Regions from separate parts of the Anas platyrhynchos genome. Here region 2 is linked to region 1. A link is a contact called in public Hi-C data. All regions are on one chromosome and are shown on one strand. The core of a region is the stretch at or near the end of the contact, and the rest is flanking DNA. Distances in the headings are between cores, read along the strand shown.

Region 1 (4,267 bases), core at 894-3,393:
GAGGCTGAGGCTGGCGGATGGCTTGAGCCTGGGGGTTCTGGGCTGCAGGGCGCTGTGCTGAGCGGGCGTCCACGCTAAGGTCGGCATCGATATGGTGTCCTCCGGGGAGCTGGGGGGCACCAGGTCGCCTAAGGAGGGGTGAACCGGCCCAGGTCGGAAACGGAGCAGGTCAAAGCTCCCGTGCTGGTCAGTAGCGGGATCGCGCCTGTGAACAGACCCTGCAGCACAGCCTGGGCAAGAGAGCGGGACCCAGCCTCTTTTGGCACCTTTCCCCTGCCTGACTCTGTGCTTGGCAGCTCTGGGACTGTCCATCCTGGGGAGCAAGCACAAAAGGGTCAAGTAATACTGGTGTGGGACAAGCATCTTCTGCAGATGTTTAACCTCGCTCATTCATGTGTGCTCACATTTTGGTTATGTGCGTAGTGGTTTCTTGCAGCAGTGAAGGGTTACAGTTCAGGACTCAGCCAAACCTTTGGATCCAAATAAATTTGACTATGAACATGGGAAATCCCAGGCAGTAGAATTTCCCATCATGTTTCCATCTCAGAGACCCTGCAGACCTGCAAGTCAGAAAACGTCCCTTGAGCACAGTCAGGTTAGGCAGCCTGCTCCATGCTGATTCCAGGCTCCCAGGAGCGTCTCATTAGCCTCCTCCCTTGGGTATTTGCTGTCACAGCTCATTTGTGTCCTCGGCTCTGAGCTTCCCACTCTTAGGAAATGAATCGAGAAGCCTTTCTCTGTAAGAGAAAGCGGGGAGTGGGACAACTCTTACCCCCTCTCCCTCTGTTCAGTAAATGAAGCATATTGAGCTGTCCTGGAGACAGAGCTCCCCAACATGCTTATTTTGGCTTAAAATGAAAGCAGAGCATCACGACATGCCTCTTCTGGCTCAAAATGAGAACTCTGGGCTTTCTCAGCTGCTTAAACCTACTTGTGCTCAGAAATGTCTGTCCTGTGTACTTTATGATTAAAAATCCCTCCACCCATTTTCAATCATAGAACACAAGCAGCACAAGGCCTGTCTCTCAGTTCCCCACTGCCACTGTGTGGCCAAGCAGAGCCCGTACAGGATGGATGTGGAGGAATCTGCAAAAGGCTGGAAACCAGCCGGGCACGGTGGCTTGTGCCTGTAATCCAAGCGCCGGGGAGGCTGAGGCTGGCGGACGGCTTGAGCCTGGGGGTTCTGGGCTGCAGGGCGCTGTGCTGAGCGGGCGTCCACGCTAAGGTCGGCATCGATATGGTGTCCTCCGGGGAGCTGGGGGGCACCAGGTCGCCTAAGGAGGGGTGAACCGGCCCAGGTCGGAAACGGAGCAGGTCAAAGCTCCTGTGCTGATCAGTAGCGGGATCGCGCCTGTGAACAGACCCTACAGCACAGCCTGGGCAAGAGAGCGGGACCCAGCCTCCTTTTGTGCCTTCAGGATGCCTGAATGGGCAGCAAGGGATTGGGATTTGATTTGGGAACGCTGCGGCACGAGCCGCACTGACACACTGGGGAGTCCCAGCTAGAAGAGGGGAGCGGGGCATGTCACACAGGGGGCTTTCTGAAAGGGAAGAGAGGAACATAGGGGGAAAAACAGGTATCTCTAAAAGGGGGAGGAGAAGGATTTTAGGAGGATTTAGAAGGATTTTAAAGAAATTCACTGATGAAGGAGATGCTGCTGATCCTCTGCTAGCCCCCAGCTAGATCCTGCAGCGAAGCACTGGCAGCATGACCCCAAATGGTTGTGCGAGAGGCAACGAACCCAGGCCTGTGGCAAGGAAGCAGAGGCTGTACAGATAGGATTTGCTTCCTTTGGGGTAGCTCAGAGCCCCTCCAGCCCTGGGCAATGCCCGGCTGGCCCATGGAGTGCCTTCCTCAGGGCTTGGTGGGGCAGAGCTCCAGGAGTGCAGCCAGCTTGTTGCTGGGGGGCAGACCGGAAAATGGTGTATCACTGGTTTTTCTGTTTTTATAGCTATCACTCCAAATATTTTATTTTATTTTATTTTATTTTATTTTATTTTATTTTATTTTATTTTATTTTATTTTATTTTATTTTATTTTATTTTATTTTATTTTATTTTATTTTATTCTGTTCTATTCTATTCTATTCTATTCTATTTTGTTCTATTTTGTTCTATTATTTTATTTTATTCTATTTTATTTTACTTTGTTAGGGTTGTTTATATTTCCCCTGTGAGAGTTTGGGGTCCTTCCAGTTTTCACTACCTGAAAGGAAGGTGTGGGGAGCTGGGGGTCGGCCTCTTCTCACAGATAACTCGTTATTGCACCAGAGGGAATGGCCTCAAGTTGCACCAGGGCAGGTTCAGGTGAGAAATGAGGAGAAATTTCTCCTCAGCAAGAACAGCCAAGCATTGGGACGGGTTGCCCAGGGAGGTGGTGGAGTCACCGTCCCTGGGGGTGTTTGAGGAGAGGTTGGATGTAGTGCTTGGGGACGTGGGTTAGTGGTGACAGTGGTGGTAGGGGGTGGTTGGAGCAGGTGATTTTGGAGGGCTTTCCCAACTTTAATAATCCTATGATTCTATTTGGCTAACGGCTGAACTTCTGGGAGACAACACACGGATTAACAAGCGGCTCTGTGAGGGAGAGGACGCCCTGCTGCGGACATCCTGAGGGGCTGGGGGCACCATTTTCCCTTCGAGGCTGAGGGGAACGTGGGGCAGCGGTGGCCGGGCGCGGTGGCGCACGCCTGTAGTCCCAGCTGCTCGGGAGGCTGAGCCCGCCGGATCGCTTGAGCCCAGGAGTTCTGGGCTGCAGTGCGCTATGCCGAGCGGGCGTCCGCGCTAAGGCCGGCATCAATATGGTGAGCCCCGGGGAGCCGGGGCACACCAGGTTGCCTAAGGAGGGGTGAACCGGCCCAGGTCGGAAACGGAGCAGGTCAAAACTCCCGTGCCGGTCAGTAGCGGGATCGCGCCTGTGAATAGCCACTGCAGCGTAGCCTGGGCAACACAGAGAGACGCGGGCTCCTTTTGCTGCCCAGGGAAGTGGTGGAGTCACCATCCCTGGAAGTCTTCAAAAGACATTTAGATGTAGAGCTTAGGGATATGGTTTAGTGGGGACTGTTAGTGTTAGGTCAGAGGTTGGACTCGATGATCTTGAGGTCTCTTCCAACCTAGAAATTCTGTCATTCTGTGATTCTGTGATGATTCTGTGTTTATTTTTCTGTGTTTCATTGCCGGGCCCGCCCGCACCGTTTTTCCTCTGAGGCTCGCCCGCCCCCTGGAGCTCCGTGAGGCGGCGGCGCATGCGCAGCGGGCCGGGCCGAGCCGGGCCGGGCCGGCGGCGCCATGAAGGGCCGCTTCGGTACCATCGATATCCGTGCGCTGCTGGCCGAGCTCCGCCGCAGGTACGGCACCGGGGGGGGACACACGGCACCGGGGAGGCACCGGGGGGGGCTGTGCGGGGCCCCCAGACCGTGCCCGGGCAGCCCGTGCCCCCCCAGCCCCGCCGCTGCCTGAGGCGCCGGCACGGTTCCGTGTGGTGTGGTGTGGGGTTCTGCTCGTAACGCGGCCGTGTTTATTGTTTTTTATTTTTTTGGCAGCTTGCTGGGAATGAGAGTGAGCAATGTTTACGATGTGGACAACAAGACCTATCTCATCCGGCTGCAGAAGTAAGAATCGCTGTAACTCCCCTTACCCAGTCACTGTATGTATGGAAATTGCGATTTTTGTACATATGGCGTTGCTGCTGGCAGGTGTTTCGCTTTTCTGACCATTTTTCAGTGGAATCCTGTCATTTTCTCAGTAACTTTTACTCTGGAAGGCCCTGGGGGTAGCGTACATAGCGTTGTGAAACAAGCAAAATGCTGCAGCAAAGGTAGAGAAGGCCCCAGGAGCTGCTGTAAAAGCACGCAGCCATCCCTATTTCTTTCTGTGGGAAAGTAGGAGAGGTGTTCAGGAGGGCAGAGCCTCGGTTCTGTAGTGATATTAATTCCCAGGCCAGGTGGTGGGGATGGCACGCTGCTGTCCCCAACCTGTCCGCTGCATCGTGTCTCACCTGGGCCCAGCATCACCTCCTTGCCTCCAGTTGCACTGGGGGATTTCGGACTCCAAAACCATTTTCCTTGGCCCTTTGTCTATAAACTTCACACATGGGCATCCTTTTGCTGTCAGTGTGGCTGCAGCACTGTTTGATGGATTCCAGTGGTTTTGGTGAGTGTTTTCTGCAGGTGATGCGCTCCTGCCTGTGGTGCTTTGGTCTCATCCCAGTGCAGCCTGGTGTGTAGCACGAGGTGGCTGCTCAGGTACCAAGTGGTAAATCTTTATTTTG
Region 2 (4,267 bases), core at 1,032-3,531, 46 kb before region 1:
TGTATTAGAGGGCTGGGTTCTCTCCTTGACTCTGTTTTGTGGTGCTGGTCAGCTTGATGGAGCTTTTTAGCAGATGGCCACTAAATTTATAATCCAGCTTGATGCAGAGGGGTTCAACTGATGGGAGTGCTCTTGCAGCACGGAAAACTATGTTAGGGGTGTGAAATAAAGTGCACTTAATACCTCTGATAAACAAGATCATAACAGATGTATGCTTCTAAGCTAGCAGCGGGCCAACGCAAACACGTGTTGGCCTCAGCCGAAATGCCAGGGCAGGCAGATTGACACCGGGCTGAGAATTGTCCTGGCTTGCAGACAGCCTGGTGGTAACACACCTCCGGCAGCAGCAAGAAGGCAGGAGGCAGGTGTGGTGGCTTCTGGAGATGCACGGGCTGGAAGTGCTGCAGGTATTTGCTTTGTAAGGCCTCTGCTGCCCGTGCTGCTTTCCCTGCCGGCTGCTCAGCCCACAGCAGTTGTGTGCTGCAGCGGCGTGGCCGGGGGAGGCGAGCAGGCTCTGCTGGGGAGATTTTTGTAAGCACAGGTAAGACAAATGTTTCGTCGGGGTGGTATAGGTATTTTTGATGTCATGATAGCGGACAGCCGAGTTCTACGTTGTTTTCCTTGTCTTTCTGAAGGCGTTGAATGGCTGCCTGGGCAGTGAGTGTAAGCCGTTCCACATGCCAAGACTGAGACAGTTTTTGAGAGAATGTGCAGCTGAATTGTATCAGAGGGCTAAATGAAAATTTCACAAGCAGTATCAGTTCGGGTATTTTCTACAGTGCTTGACTTACAATTTCCATGTATTTTCTGCACTTTAAACTTTTCCTGTATGGACATGTATTTTTTTTCCTGATATTTTGAGACAAGGTTTAAAAAACTTTCATCGTTTTCTTACTCTGTCTTTACAGATCCAAATTTTGTACGTACTTTCCTTACCACATATCGCTCCTTTTGCAAGCCCCAGGAACTGCTGAGCTTACTGATTGAAAGGTACGCTGTGGTTATCCTTTCTGAAAAAGGCTTTGTGTTCATTTACCTGCTCCTTTTCCACTCGTGTTCCCAGTGCCGTGTGGAATACATTTGGCAAACAGGAAAAACAGTGAAGTTCATAAAACAGAAACTTCTTAAAAGGGCTACAGCAATGACAGTTTTCAATGCAAGCTTCCTTTTTTCCTGTTTGTTAAATTAGCACCTGAATTCCTTATCAGCTAGAGAAGTTGGTGTGCCTCAGCTGTGGGGTGGTGGTGGTTTGGACTGCTTACATGTTGGAGTATCCTGAAGTGTTCTAAGCAGTTTGTTTGAAAGGCACAGACTCGTATAGTAAACAACATGTTAATGCAGTGTGATAAAGCTGCTCTTAAGCTCTCTTCTAATCTTCACTTAATCAGGCTAGCAGGTAGTTCAAAACCTTATATCCTAGTCTAGACATCTTGTGATGACCAGAAAACTAGGGAATTATCAGTGAGAGCTGGGTGTGTTGGCAGCACATAGCCAGGGGAAGAGGGAATTCCAGGCAGACTGGATGCCAGATGAGTGCCTGAGTTTCACTGCACTGAATTTCTTTAAATAAAATTGCGCTTCATGTCCTACATAAAGGGTTTGGCTTTTATCTTAATTGCCATCAGTTTTCTGGTGCTTGTGTTCGTAGGTTTGAAATCCCCGAGCCGGAGCCTACTGAAGCAGACAGGCTGGCAATTGAGAAAGGAGAGCAGCCCATCAGCGCAGACCTGAAGCGATTTCGCAAGGAATACGTCCAGCCAGTGCAACTCAGGTTTCTTTGCTTTTAAATTTGTTCTCTTAAAGCCAGATTTTAGTACAGCGATTACGTTGCATGCCTGGAGACGGTAATCTCTTTAGGAGACTGCTGTGCTGTCAAGTAGGGACTTATCATTGTCTGCAACCAGACTAATATCCCAAGCCATGTTCTGATTAGTCATACTGACTTCTGTTGCTGTTGTTGCAACTGTACTTCGGGTCTCTGCTGCTCACAGCTGTGATCTCCGCCACCCACAAGAACGCTGCATGGCTGCTATGGAAAGCGGGTGTGGGTGAGAGATGTACAACTCAAAGTGTTTCTGACGGCGTTTTGAATGGGTTCCTTGTTAACAGGCCCTGTGAAGATAGTTTCTCTGTTTCCATTTTTTCAGTCCTGCTGGTATTTTACTCCCTTTCCCAGCCTATTGATGGATTTGCACACAGGGAGACTCTTGTCTGTACTGCACTTTGCAACAGGCTACAGTGAATCTTCAAGGTCTTGCTGACCTAGCTAATTTGGGGAACAATTAAGCATTTCTAGCATGAATGAGGCTTGTTGTTTCCCTGATAGGGAATCAAGTCAGGAGGAGACAGAGCTCACAGCCAGTGTTTGTTAGAACAACCTTTATTCATTAAACTTGCTATGAGTAGTATCAAGCTGTTACTATTAATGGCAAGTAACCATAGGCACAGTACCCTCCTTTTTTTTCCCTTACCACACAATCATATTTCACAGTTACCTGTTCAGAGCAGCAGCAATTAACTGTTAACTAGAGAATCATCCTGACGTGCCAGGACCTTCAGTATAGCTTTTTGGAAGGTCACTGAGGGCGTACCTCTTTCATCACATACTTGTGTACAAATATATACATTTAAAAAAATAATCAAGATCCAAACTAAACACCCAAGCATGTGTGTACACAATCCTGTAGCTCTCATTGATATATAGGAGCCGCCACTTTCTTGGATGTGGTCCAAGTTATACAACCCCAGAGTAACCTTGATACTTCTGTGCGCTCCCGTCCTTGTGCAGCTTTCTCAGGTTCTTGGTGTTCTGAGTTTATCAGCTCCCGTGGCTTCGGCAGGGCTGCTGGTCTCCAGAGCTATCAGTTCGTGGGAGATCTTCACGCGCTACTTCTCAGCATCATTTTTTCCAGGTTTCAGCTTGCTGTTTTCTGGTTAGTGTTTCTGCAGACATCCCCATAAACGCCTATAGAGCCCCTCCAAAGAAACTTGCACAGAATGGGCTTTTGTGACATAACTGGCTCACGAGTTTAAATATAGCTGTATCGCTTTTCTTGCTATTTTTATATCCTCCTCTTCTAGCTAGGCTTGAAGCTGCTTGGAGACCTCCTCACAGTGCCCCTCTGCATGGTACAAATACATCTTCGTGCAGCATTGCTGATACCATAGCTGAGCAGGACAAGGGGCTTCTCAATGAAACAGAACCCGTAGAACAGTTAAAGGCAGCAAGTAACCATGATTCTGGCTATTAATTTCCAAAATCAGTGCAGCACTATCACTTTCACATGTTACATTTGAGCTGTTTGAAACCTGTGCCTAGTTCCAAAGTTTCCAGGGTGTTTGGTTTTGGTTTCTGGTTTCTATCTTTGAGACATTAGGATACCTCTTGTCATGACAGGTACCCTTAATGTCTAACTCATGCTGTGGTTGGTGAGCTGAGCGCCCGTATCAGTGCCTCCTTGATGAGAGATGTGGTTCAGAGCTGCTATTTAACACACACACTTCTGTGGCTTATAGTTAATCTTAGAATCGAGGAGATACTACAGGTTTCTGGTGGCTTGAAACTGTTAGCTGTCCTACAGTTCAAAAGAAGGGTCTGAATTTGATCTTTTATGCTGACGTGCCCAGCACTTCACACATCCCAGTTTTGTAACAGTATTGAGCTCTACTTCAGAGAGATCTGAGATTTGGGAGTAAGGTGGGGAACATGAAGGTGCCCAGTCCTTCCCCGTCTTCAGCACTTGTTCCACACGCTGTAGACATGCTGTGCAGTGCACAGAAACAGTCAGGTCTTTGACTTGACTAAACGCAGGTGAGGTTATGAGAAAGACGAGGTGCCCAGCTGCAAGTGCAGTCAGCAGAACCAGGTAGTCTTTCTTGCTTTTTCGGTACTCCTACCACGATATCTCAAAGGCAAAGACTGATTAGATAAGATCCTCTATTACTGTTATTGGGAACTCGTTTCAAAACATCACTCCTTTGATGGTTAGAAGCTGTCATTAATTTCCAGCCCGAAGGGTCTGAGTAGCCATTCTTCCATGGGATAAACTTTCTTCTTTAACTTCAATAGCTCTCCTCTTCCCAGTGTTTCTCCTCCATGTGTTCATGTTGAGCGTCCTTAGCTTGACTCAGCTAGACCAGCCGACTGCTCCAGTACTTTGATTCACACCAGACTGGCAAATTAAAATCAATTATCTGCCCTGGCCATCTCAGACATTCTTGCCCCCAGTCTACAGGGCTGAACCACTGCGAACAGTAGCCTGGTGCT

The links. A called contact is a pair of places that touch in the nucleus more often than the background predicts.
Region 2: a contact with region 1 is called in a Hi-C map of skeletal muscle, with 1.8 times the contacts expected there. The contact joins the enhancer-like site here to the promoter of NEMF in region 1. A contact is called at or near these places in 2 of 8 Hi-C or Micro-C datasets (liver and skeletal muscle).

The regions. Positions count from the first base shown.
Region 1 is chr5:2,905,452-2,909,718 of IASCAAS_PekinDuck_T2T, reverse strand. It overlaps NEMF (nuclear export mediator factor), which reads left to right and starts at 2,143. Exons shown (of 33, transcript XM_027459538.3): 1 at 2,143-3,344; 2 at 3,540-3,608. The coding sequence starts at 3,286.
Region 2 is chr5:2,951,860-2,956,126 of IASCAAS_PekinDuck_T2T, reverse strand. SOS2 (SOS Ras/Rho guanine nucleotide exchange factor 2) reads left to right here. Exons shown (of 23, transcript XM_027459535.3): 11 at 909-990; 12 at 1,649-1,771. Among named protein-coding and RNA genes, the nearest start is that of VCPKMT, 20 kb to the right of the region's middle. Within about 2 kb of position 2,281, at least 5 of the 8 cell types and tissues checked have an H3K27ac peak or open chromatin away from gene starts, as enhancers often do.